Linked DNA regions of Mus musculus: all the other regions are linked to region 1. Evidence: chromatin contacts called from public promoter capture Hi-C data. All regions are on one chromosome and are shown on one strand. Each heading gives the region's core, a stretch centred on a gene start, on an enhancer-like site or on the middle of the called end of the contact. The rest is flanking DNA. Distances are from core to core; before and after follow the strand shown.

The links. Promoter capture Hi-C pulls out the DNA fragments that hold promoters and counts their contacts.
Region 2: a promoter capture Hi-C map of liver shows a contact between it and region 1, with 2.8 times the contacts expected there. The contact joins the promoter of Cps1 here to the promoter of Acadl in region 1. A contact is called at or near these places in 6 of 39 promoter capture datasets (3T3-L1-derived adipocytes, embryonic stem cells, hippocampal neurons and 2 more) and 1 of 9 other capture datasets (pancreatic islet).
Region 3: a contact with region 1 is called in a promoter capture Hi-C map of embryonic stem cells, with 4 times the contacts expected there. The contact joins the promoter of Unc80 here to the promoter of Acadl in region 1. A contact is called at or near these places in 3 of 39 promoter capture datasets (cranial neural crest, embryonic stem cells and stem cell-derived epiblast-like cells).

The regions. Positions count from the first base shown.
Region 1 is chr1:66,860,779-66,864,595 of GRCm38.p6, forward strand. It overlaps Acadl (acyl-Coenzyme A dehydrogenase, long-chain), which reads right to left and starts at 2,531. Exons shown (of 11, transcript NM_007381.4): 1 at 2,395-2,531. The coding sequence starts at 2,471.
Region 2 is chr1:67,120,301-67,124,296 of GRCm38.p6, forward strand. Cps1 (carbamoyl-phosphate synthetase 1) reads left to right here and starts at 2,727. Exons shown (of 38, transcript NM_001080809.2): 1 at 2,727-2,990. The coding sequence starts at 2,865.
Region 3 is chr1:66,465,477-66,469,756 of GRCm38.p6, forward strand. It overlaps Unc80 (unc-80, NALCN activator), which reads left to right and starts at 2,458. Exons shown (of 65, transcript NM_001368824.1): 1 at 2,458-3,062; 2 at 3,988-4,036. The coding sequence starts at 2,971.

The DNA.
Region 1 (3,817 bases), core at 1,281-3,780:
CCTGAACAAAAGAATACTGCTGGAGGTATCATCACCCTGCGTGTGAGCTACATTACCAAGCCATTGTAATAGAAACAGCATAGTAAGGGCAACAGAACGCAAACACACACACACACACACACACACACACACACACACACACACGCACACGCACACGCACACGCACAAACCAATGGAACAAGGGACACAAATATAGATGCTGGCATCTCTAACTCCCTAATCTCTGATAAAGATGGCAAAAGTATATACTGAGGGAAAGACAGATGAATGGAGGATGAAAATATGGTACTATATTGGGTTCTTTTCTGTTGGTGTGATAATATTCCATAGCCATGGAAGAAAGGGTTTGCTTGGGCTTACAGCTACAGAGGGATAAGGGTCTACTACCATTGGGGCCAGAAGGCATGACAATAAACAGAGGGCTCAGGCAAGAAGCCGAGAGCTCACATCTTGAACCACAAACACTAGGAAGAGAAAGCAACTGGGAAGAGGAACAGGCCAAATCCTAGTGATTACTTCCTACAGTGAGGTCACACCGGTCACCAGAGACACCAAACTGCTATCCAAGCTTTAAAGGTCAGAGAAAACCAGGCACAAGACCTGCAGGTGGTTTCTCAGATCACAACAAAGTTTATTTTATCCCTAATAACTGAGATGACTGCTTTCAATTTATTGCTATGAGGTAAGCATTTTAAAGTATATATTTGTCCTCCGTGTAAAAGCAACGCTGAGATTAGAATACCAGGCTTCTGAGATTCAGGTGGAATTGTTTATCACTATAAAGTAGAGAACTTGTGTGTAAATCTGTCTGGGTCTTAAAATGGTACACCCTATAATATGCTAAGAAAAAAAATGTAATATTTCTAACTACAGAAAAAAGAAATGCATAAATAAACACTTTCCTGCTATCATTTACTTGGCAGTTAAGTTTGGTGAAACATCAATTTTCAGTTTGGAGACACCTGTACTGAACAAATCAATAGCCTTCAGGCTAGTGTCCGTTGTTTTCTCTGTCTTTTAAGTCAGGGTCTCACTAAGCAGCTCCAAGGAAGCTTCAAATTCATCATGATCCCCTGGCCTCTGCCTCCAGTGTGTGTGGAGGGGGAATTACAGGCCTGGGCCACCGCTTTAAAGCCTCATTTACATAAAAAAAAGTCAGACTAAATGAAATGACCCATTGGCACACTCAGGCCCTGGCAGCTGGATGTAAACGTTCTTGGGCTCAGCCTAGGCCTCGCTCCATAAATGCTGACTCAGACTGCCTTTCAACTGGATCGTTGGCCATTATACTCATAACCCTTTAAGAAACCCGTGACGATAAAACTATAGCTCCTGGCTCACTGACCATTCTCCAATAATCCTCTGTAAGGCAGAGCTTCTTCCCACACTTGAATCAAAATAAGATCATTTGGGGGGTTCTCTAATTAAAAAAATACAGAAATATTATTAACATAAAAAGAAATAAGAAAAGCTAGAACAATAGGAACACACCCTTTCGCAGCATCCAGCAATGAGTCAGCTGGCCTGTCCTTTGCCACCGATGCAGGTGTCTCTGTTCATCTTCAGGGTGCTCTAATTTTAAGAGCGTCAGAACATCACTTCCTCCGGAGAATAGAAAAGCATTCCTATCTTAAAGTCCTCGGAACTTTCCCAAGTCTCCTCCGGATGGATAAGCTTTACCACAGCACTGTATTGTACTTCGCAACAATGTGCTAATTAGCTCATTTAAATGTCCTGCCACCATAATTAACAAAGCTTTACACTTCCAGTCTGCTTTATCCAAGGAATGGATTTTTAGACAGGTAAAACTTGATCTCAGTATAAACACCCCCAAAAGTCTCTAAAGCTCTTGGGAGCTGCCCATTAATCCCTCTACATTTAATTAGTTTAAGGATTTAGTAATAAGTGTACAACTAATTTATCAGATGGGGCCTACGCCTGGACGCCTGAGTCGGGATGATTGAAGTTGCTCTGGTCTTCCGGTCCCCGCCTCCGCACACCAAGTCCCAAGTTCACTGTCAGGTGGCAGTCCCCAGTCTCCGTTCCAACTGGGCTAAAGGTCGCACTACTCGGTGGCAGAGCGCCCAGGGGGTGATCGCTCCCGCTAAAGCTGGGACAACACTTTCAAAGTCAGTTCACGGGACACTGTAGGACGTGGGGCGGGGCCCAGGCCTGGAGCGAGCATTAGGGGTTGCCTTGCCTTTTGGGGCGCGGCGGACCGTGGTGGGGACACCCCGAGTTCTCCACGCCACAGCGGGCAGCCCCGGGTTCCGGAGAGAAGGCCCGGTCCCTTCCTCCGGCCGCGTCGCCCCGGCTTGACCGTAGCGCGTCACACCCCATCCCCAGAGCTCCGCCGCCCCGGCTGCCGGTACCCCAGGCTGTACCCGCACTCACCGGGCGGAGGGCAGCGGGCGTGGCGCCGAGCGGGCGCTCAGGACGCGCAGGGAGCGGAGGAGCAGGCGCGCAGCCATGGCGGGATGGACGGCGGCGGACGGGACTGGCGGGCTCCGCGGCGGGGGCAGGCGGACAGAGGGGCGGCCGGACGGCGGGACGGTGGGGCGGGCCTCGGGGACAGCCAACTGCGGGCCGCAGGGCGGTGCCGCCAGCTCGGGCGGGGTCTGCGCCAGGCTCTGCGCGACGCCCCGTGCGCCCTCCCCTCCCGGCTGCAGGGCTGAGCGAGGGTTCCCTGGAGAGTCGTCCCACCCCCGCACTGAAAGGTGCATGGAGTTAATTTTCTAACTTCGGAAAGCTCTCTGAATGTCGATAAATGTATGAGTACTCACTGTAAAGGATTGTGCTGATTTGGTTTGGGTTTTTTGTTTGTTTTGGTTTTGTTTTTTTCCTTGCAAACGTTTGTAGCTACTCTTTGAAAATAAATAAGTAAGTATATTTGATAACGGAATAACAATTGGTTCAATTCTCCAATAGTACTTGAACTCGCATATGGTTGTTTCCTTTTTTTGTTGTTGTTTTGGTTCAATTCAAGGACATGTATTATTTGGGTTTATGGATTTGATGATTTGTAATGGGAAATGCCTGACAGGTTTTGAACTCTAAAGAATGTGTACATTACATCGATTTCTAAGGAGGCAAGGGGGCCTTTCTAATAACAACAGTTACGGAATCTGAAATAGTGAAAGTGAAAGACATTTTGTGTTAGCAATCAACTACTGACAGCCCACTGAGTAGGACATACAGAAATGTTTCAAAGAAAAGCTTTAGGGTTTCACGGCACCAACAATCTGGAAAACATAGTCTTTTTTTATTTAAAAAAATAATTTTAGATTACATTTCATTCATGTGTGTCGTCTGTCTGTCGTGCACTCATGTGGAGTCCAGAAGTTCCTATCAGATGTCTTCATCAATTGCCCTCCAGGTTTCTCACTGAACCTGGAGTTTATAGATTTGGCTAGCCGGTTTGGTAGTGATCTACCTGTCTTTCTGCTTCCCTAGGGCTATGTTTACAAATGCTCAGAAGAGTCGTTTATTTTCTAGGAGTAACTTGATCTGGTTGGGGGTGGGGCTGTTTGTTTTGTCTTTTTTTTTTTTTCCCCGGGTTTCCTAGTGGCAGAATTAATGCAAATGGTGTGTGTCCTTGCTCTGTTGCATTCTTGCTAAGGCTAACTGGAGGCACGTTTGTTTAAGATCCTGTTCATCTGGTTTATCATGAAGTTATTGTTTCCTTTTATAAAATAAAAACAAACAAGTAGTGTGTGTGTGTGTGTGTGTGTGTGTGTGTGTGTGTGTGTGTGTACACTTATTCCTGGGGATCGGACTCAGGCCTTACACATACATATAAGAAACAAGCTTGTAAGTG
Region 2 (3,996 bases), core at 1,477-3,976, 260 kb after region 1:
AAGTGAAACCAAACACTATTTATTGCATTGAAGGAAAGTTAGGGAAGATACCAGCGAGGGCAGTGCTGTGTCCACTGCAAGGAATTGTCCTTTGATTAAGTTGTAATTAGTATGTAGAGGGACACATACTTTTGGAAAGAACCTTAACAATATTGATCAAAATGCTAACATTAATATGTAAAGCAACAGCAATAGGAAGAAATGAAAGTGGATTCATTGCAGAGTTTTCAAGATATATAAAGGATTTTGTAACAATAGTAAACCTTTTTTTGATATGTTTTTACTTCACAAAACACTATACAAATTCACTGAAGTTTTCATAGCTATAATTTACATAGATATATAAAAGAAAATATACAAAACTGTCGACTTTCAGGTTATATTTGGGGTGACACAATTATGTTTGAAATTTCTTTAAATAAAAAAATGAAAATAAATTCACCATCATACACGATATAATACTATTACAATAATAGATATTGTAGTTGCAAATTTCTAAACTTAAATACTTTGGAAGACTGAGAGCTATTATTTTTTTAATTTGATAACTAGTTGTATTAGTTATATACAATTAGTATATATTGATTATATATACATATATGTATATTGTACACATATACTCTTACTTATGTGTGTGTGTTCCTGTGCATAAGTACAGGTATGTGTATGCACAGTATATGAATAGAGGTGAGAAGATAATCTCATGTGTTGGTCCTCATCTTCCACCTAGTATGAAACAGTTTTCACCATGTATGCCAAGCTAGTGGATCCATGAGCTTCCTAAGATTCTAAGATTCCTAAGATTGCAGCAATGGGATTTTAGCTGCAAGCCCTTCATTTGAACCATATCCCCAGCAAAGGAGGGGAAGGGAGGAAGGGAAGAAGGGAGGGAGGGAGGGAGGGAGGGGAGAGAGAGAGAAAGAGAGAGAGAGAGAGAGAGAGAGAGAGAGAGAAAATGAATTTACATTTCAATTTATGGAAAAGAATAAAATGCTTTTTGAGCATTAAATTAAAAGGAATGTTTGTAATTCTTCCAAATGTGATAAATGCCTTGATTTTATTTCTCTATGTGGGATTACATACAAGAAAATAATAAAGCTATAGACAGTGACAACTATGGTAAGTGCATGAGTAACAGAGGGAAAGTTACTGTGTAAAATAATTTTACTTTTCCAGACAAATGAATTATATAAACGTAGAGACCCACAATGTCCTGGCTTATAAGCAGTAAATTTTCTAAGACAAGGCCCATCATCTGTGTCCGTGATATATTCTGGACACCCTCCTTAGCTGAATGTATGCAGCTTATGTAAGGAAAGAATCATAGCAATGTGGGAAAAATTCAAAATATTATGAAGAATGTCTTTCATGAAAGTGTACTATTCTTTTAAATTTTTCTTGCCTGACTTTCGTGATCCCTACCCATCATGTCCTAAGCCCCACCCCTTTGACTTGCCCAAGTGTAAGCTTCCTCCTTCATGTCATAATGTTTGACAGTTTGGTTGTAAGTTCTAGTCTATCTGGGCACTTAATTCCAAAGACACTCACCATTTTATTCATTATTTATCCATTTCCGGGCTTTCCAATCTTGAGGTTGCGTGTGGAGTCCCAATGTATGAATTTTCTATTTTGAGTTTAAGAATTTTAACTATTTTTTCAAATAGTTTGACCCCAGTGAATGTTTCTATACTAATGCATCAAGACAGAGGATTTAAGCTCTGCTTTGATACTTATTTGTGGGTTCGTATTTTCCCTTCCAGCATTGACACTATGTCAGTGAAATTAACATACCTTTATGTCATCACCTTCACTATGGAAATCCTAAGGAGTAAGTCTTCACAGCTTACATTTCCTGGCCTTCAAGGCTGTCTGGCAATGATGCTGTGGGGCTGCCTTCTCTTTATGTGCCTTGGCTTAAGTGAGATGCCCTGCTAGCCAATGTGACCCTTTGACTGCCCACTCTTACCTGTGGCTAAAGCATGAATTGAGTAATTGTATTTAGGTCAAAACACAAATGCCCAAATCTTGCATTATCTTAGGTGATACTTAAATCACTAAATAATTGAGATTAATGTTTATATTAAATTGTTTCCCATTGTTCTATTCTCATTTTTACAGGCTTAAGAGATCTGGAGATACACAGTAAATTCCTTTGTTCCCTTGTGTTCTGATTAGGGTTACCAATAGCTTTAAAATCTAGAATGAAGAAGAGTGTTGTAATAGAAATATAATATATTACTTCATTAGTAGTTTCTCTTCCCAAGTAACTCAGATGTTTTCTGTATATTTGTAGAGGAATGTTTGTTTTGATATTTTCTTTACTGGATGTGGTTTCCATCATCCTTTTTCAAGCAGAAACCTTTTCCATATTTGGGTTTTCTTGAAATCCAAATGGATTCTGAAGTGAATGAGGCACCATTTCCAACTTAGCAAAGTGTTTGATCTTTTGCATTATTAGCAAGGTACTGCCCTTTGAAGAAGGAGTACACCTAAGGCTGTTTACCATGCCTGGGTCATGTTATTCAGCTACATAAGCAACTCCTTTGATGGCTAGCTTGCTTGCTACAGCAGTATCATGATTTCCACAGGAGAAGGTGCCACTTGTTATGTTGCAATTTGTATGACATGTCCATTGGAACATCTCTGGACATCAGCTTGGGAGGAGGGGCTAAGGAAAGGAGGAGCTGTAGATAGGTTATTTAATGGCAGAATGAATGGGGAGTCAAAGATCGCTGTGCAGTCAGCCTACAGCCTCAACTGTACTGTCGCCACACAGCTTTCTTTCACACTGGTTACAAACAAATTGGACATCAAAATCTCATGAGATATTTGTGATTTAATTTTAGTCACAAAACATCTTCAAAATGACGAGGATTTTGACAGCTTGCAAAGTGGTGAAGACCCTGAAGAGTGGCTTTGGTTTTGCCAATGTGACTACGAAGCGACAGTGGGACTTCTCCAGACCTGGCATCAGGCTCCTTTCTGTGAAGGTAACACCCCTGTTTCTTGTGTCTGATGATAATGCACTGGACACAGTTTTGCAGCGAAGCCAATGTGGTGCTGACAGGGCAAATACAGCTTCGAACAAAGTTGTTTATTAAAAAAGTGCTTTACCATAGAATCCATTGATATGGCAAATGATTATTTTTAATCTTCTCTGAGTAAGGTGGAGGTGATATTTATCCAATATGAAGAATGACTCCAGTTTCTACGGACATATAAACTATAAGTGTACTACTAGGAAAAGGGTACACTTAAAAAAGTTATCATAGTTTAGTTTATGCCTTGATTTTATTGCTAATGGTCTGAGTTGAAAGAAGCAGGTTCTATGTACACAAGGAATACTCCCCCCCCGCCCCCAAGTATGCTAAGCCTTTGTTTTATAATGGCTTAACTGAAAAGGTTTCTTCCTAGACATATAAGGTTTTAAAAGTTTAGAAGAAAAATATCTACGAATTTTTAATATTGGATATCCCTGTACACAGAGGAAGACAGCATTTCCATGCTCTCTTAACCTTCTTATCAGAGGAAAAATTTATGATTCTCCTTTTTGCAGAATCAGATTTTGAGGCAAACAGCAGCTGAAAAATCTGTCTGTCCAGGTTTATCTGTAGCAGAGAGGCCAAGGTCACAGTGGAAAAGTAAATTCTTTCCCTCCTACCCCCACCCCTGGTTATGAAATCCCTATAGGAACCTCTACCTTTTCCTATCTCTTTATGATATTTCTCACTGGAGAAGGCTAATTGCATCATGGGGACTTGGTCAATGAAACACTTCTTTACTGAATACAAAGCTTCAGAAATCATAGTAGCTTCAATACACTGTTTCTTTAGAGCAAAGAGCTATAAAAAAGTAGAAAAAAAACACCATTCTTTTTCAGTGTTGAGTAAAAACAGGTTGAGTAGCACTGGGAATTCTGCTTGTAGTTTGGGTGCATAGTAGGCTGACTAAAAATTGTCCTGGTGCTCCTTAGATTCCTTTTTTTTTTTTTTTGAC
Region 3 (4,280 bases), core at 1,208-3,707, 400 kb before region 1:
CTTAATCATCAGGGAAATGCAAATCAAAACAACCCTGAGATTCCACCTCACACCAGTCAGAATGGCTAAGATCAAAAATTCAGGTGACAGCAGATGCAGGCGAGGATGTGGAGAAAAAGGAACACTCCTCCATTGCTGGTGGGATTGCAAGCTTGTACAACCACTCTGGAAGTCAGTCTGGAGGTTCCTCAGAAAATTGGACACAATACTACCGGAAGATCCAGCAATACCTCTCCTGGGCATATACCCAGAAGAAGTTCCAACTGGTAATAAGAACTCCTGCTCCACTATGTTCATAGCAGCCTTATTCATAATAATGTAACATTTTAATAATGGAAAAAAAGCTGTGAGTGGAGGGCAAAGGAGAATATGGGAACTTGGCAGTGTCTGTTCTTTTTTATTATTATTATTAATTATTAGCTTGAAACTTATCTAAAACACAAAGCCTATTAATATTGTTAAACACAGAAGGTTTGTATAAACCATTTCATAGCATCATTCAAAGTAGAGTTTCATTGAGGTTCTAGGAGAAAATATGTGGGAACAGAAAAGAATGGGAGTCTTTGAGACTTCTTTCGAATTCTACTAGTGGACATTATTTTAGCCTAAGCTGTCTCCTTTTGACAGTGTCCTTTCTGATCATATACTAAAGCTGATATCTCCTATATTTCCAAATCAAGTTCATCTTTTATCTCCTGCATATTAACCTGAATCTCATCTACTATCAAGTTTCAGTGACATTCTATATAATATAAACCACAAAATCGGTCTTCCTACTGTGTCGTCTGAAGTCCACATGTACCTGTGTAGCTGACTCCTCGTGATGGTCGTTGGAATTTACAATGAAGAACCCAGAATAACTTGTTAACATCCCCACAGTCACCACCACATACTCAGGCACATGCCCTTCCTTGCATATTCTTTTCTTCTTTTTAAACGAAATCACTATCTATTTAATTGTCAAAACTTGAAGATTTGGTTGGTATTTTCTGATGGCAGAATAGTCAATAGACTATTAGCATCTTGTCATCATTAGAGGCCTTGGCAAAGCTTTTTCTTTCCAAAGGGTATATATCTAGCACACAGTGGGTTAGAGCCCAAACCATCTAGTTCAAACCTTAAGTACTTTGCCTCTGCTGGTCCCCCACCCCCACCCCATACCCACTTGTCTATCACGTCCTATTATGTCTAGCTTGTAATTTTGTATCACGACATTGACTTGGGCTATCAAAGCACACTTTTCTAGTTCCCCTGTTTACCCTTTTCACATCAACCACACAAAAAGGAAAGGACGATTTCATTTCACGATTTCATTTCACTGGCAGGAAGGTTCCTTTCCAACAACCGATACCTGCCTGTATCTTCTTCCTTGTCTGCTCACAACTGAACTTATGCTCATGTTTGCTATAAACTCTTCTCTGCATATGGCTGTCTTCCCTTAAACACTGGGAGCCTTTTGTGAACAGGAATCAACATAAATACAGTTCCTGGCATAAATACACTTAATAAATATCCATCAAACACACTTTATCTGGTTTCTATCTTAGTATGTTTTAAGATCTATATTTTGCTGGGTGTGCATCTCTCCAATCCTGGCACTAGGACAAATGAGATGGGAGGTAGGTGATTGTTTGAGGGAAGCTTGGGCTCCCTAGCAAGACACTATCTAAAGTAAAATACTTATTTTTTAGATCCTTATTTACCTTCAAGAAGGTAAATAAAAAGTTTATTTCTGGGTCCTTAAGATCACTATGTATCATAGTTTTCTCCATGTGGGTTATGCGAGTTGTTAACAGAGGATGTCATGTCCTAGCTCCTAAGATAAAGGCCGAAGATCTGACTTGTCATTTCAAGTTGTACACTCATCTCCGTTTAAATAACATGTTTGCTATGTTTTGTTGTTGTTGTATGTTGTTTGTTTTCTTTTGTTTTGAATGTTTGCAAATAGATAAGTCTACAGCATTGGTTTTGAAGTCGGGCTGCGTCATCCAACCTCACCTCACCCCCACTTGCCTCAATGTTAGATAATACTTGTTAAAGGAATACAGCTATAAATTACGCGGACGTTTATACACGGAAGGAACATGGCAGCAGTGAGAACAAGATCACCAAAGTGCATTTAACGACCTATAAAAATAATGCTTCGTGTGATTCAAACGTTGCCTCCCAGTTTGCAACTAGCGGAAACCCACAGCTGGGTAGTTTGTCCCACCCTGCTTTAGTAAATCAAGCCCGGGAGACTTCTTCGCAGTTATCAGTAAAAACAAATTCTCACATAGGAAAACTTCTCAGTTTCCTCCCACTTGCCAAGCCAGCCTCCTGCCCTGATTTCATTTTCTAGCAATTCCCCCCTGCCTTCTTGCTAAACCCGAGATGGACTGCTGACCTCTTTGCAAGAGGTGCGAATGATGCCAGAGCTCTGCGGCTCTCCAAAGCTCCTCCTCCCCAGAGGTCGACAGTCCTTCCTTCGGACGCAGAGGTTGGGAAGCAGGACAGGGGACACTGCTGGGGTGCACTCCGAGAGGAGCAAGCAGAACCCTGGGTGCCGAAGAGGCCGCGTGGGGGACCGGCGTGCCCGTGCCATGCGGAGCGTGGACTCCCGCGGCCACCCCGCAGCTGCAGCCCCGGCCCCCGGCTCTGCTCCGCGGCTGGGCTGCCCCGCGCGGGCCGCTGTCCACAGTGGGAGGTGCTGAAAGCAGGGCGCGGGGGCGGCGGGCCGGCCGTCTGCTCCGAGCGCCCCCCTCCGCGCCGCGCCGCTCCTCCGGCCCTCCCCTCCTCCATCAGCCATGTTCCGCGCGCGGGGAGGGCTGGGGGAAGGGGCGAGAGCCGGGGGCCGGCGGCGAGGAGAGCCGCCTCTGCCTCGGGGAAGGAGGGGATGAGAGCTGGGGGGAGCAGCGCGACGAGGAGGCGGCGGCGGCCGGCGAGGAACCCGCGCTGGGTTCTGCGGTAGGACTCCCGGGAGCCACCATCATGGTGAAGAGGAAGAGCTCCGAGGGCCAGGAGCAGGACGGCGGCCGCGGCATCCCTCTGCCCATCCAGACCTTCCTGTGGCGGCAAACCAGGTGAGGGGCGCGGGGCAAGAGGTGGCGCTCGGGGGGTCGCCGGGTCGTCGCCACCGCAACCAACCCCGCCACTGAGGCCGTGCCGCAGCCTGCAGCTAGCAACGTCTCTAGGGTGGAAAGACAGCCCTCTGCACCCACTTAAAAGCACGCATGAAAAAATATAGATAGATCTCACTGAAGTTTGACAACAAGCAGATTGTCAGTTTTCTAATAAATATATACATTATTGAGGAGGTAGGGATGGGAGGGCAGAGAGCCTGGGCAGAGGGGGCGGGGAGCTAGGAAGGTAATTGGGACTGAACCAGCTTGCGCCTCCAATTCCCCCTCCATCTCCTGCTGTAATCCTTGCCTGGTGACCTGTTGTTTTCTAGCTTGTTTGGCATGTCTGCTGTGCCCACTTGTTAACCATGTTTGCTTGGATACAGCCAGCCTCGTCTTCATGGTTAAAGCCCCTGGGCAAAATGATTTTTGATAGATTTCTTTCACCTGGCCAGGCCTGACACCCCGGCCAATAAACAGTAAAGGGCTTTCTCGTTATTTTAGAAATTGAGTACATATAAAAATAAGACGCTGGGAATTATGACCCACATCCGAGCTCATTTTTCAGTTTGAAAGATAACTGCATGCACGGGGAATGCACCAATTCTGACCATGGACGATTTAGAATTTTAATAGTTAAGAAAAAAGTCTTCAAAATAAGAGCGGCATGGGAAATTATGAAGAGCAAAGTCTTTTTCGTGTGTGTAATTAATGTGTAATAGCAAATGTTGTCAGCTATCCAATATCTGCTCATCAACAAGCGATACAGAAGCATGAAGTCTGAGTTTCATACCGCCATGCCCTAGTCATTGAAAAATATGTCATAGAGATGCCTTAAAAATAGTTTTGCTCATGTTTATAACAAAAACCTTTACTAATTTTTCAGTGCATTTTTGAGGCCTAAACTGGGGAAGCAATATGAAGCCTCTTGTGTGGTATGTGATTCTCACCATTTAATGATTATTTCCATATTCTCTCTGTATGATAATTTACCCCGAGGAAAGACTGAATCCTATTAACGCCAAAAGTTACTTCAACTGACAAATATCAGTGAGCATTTACCATGTACCAGACATAGTTCCATCCTGTTGGGGTAGGGCAAAGACATAAACAAAGCCCAGAGTTTACACACTAGCAGGAGGCAGAAAGAACACAGACGACTAGATACATAAAATACTT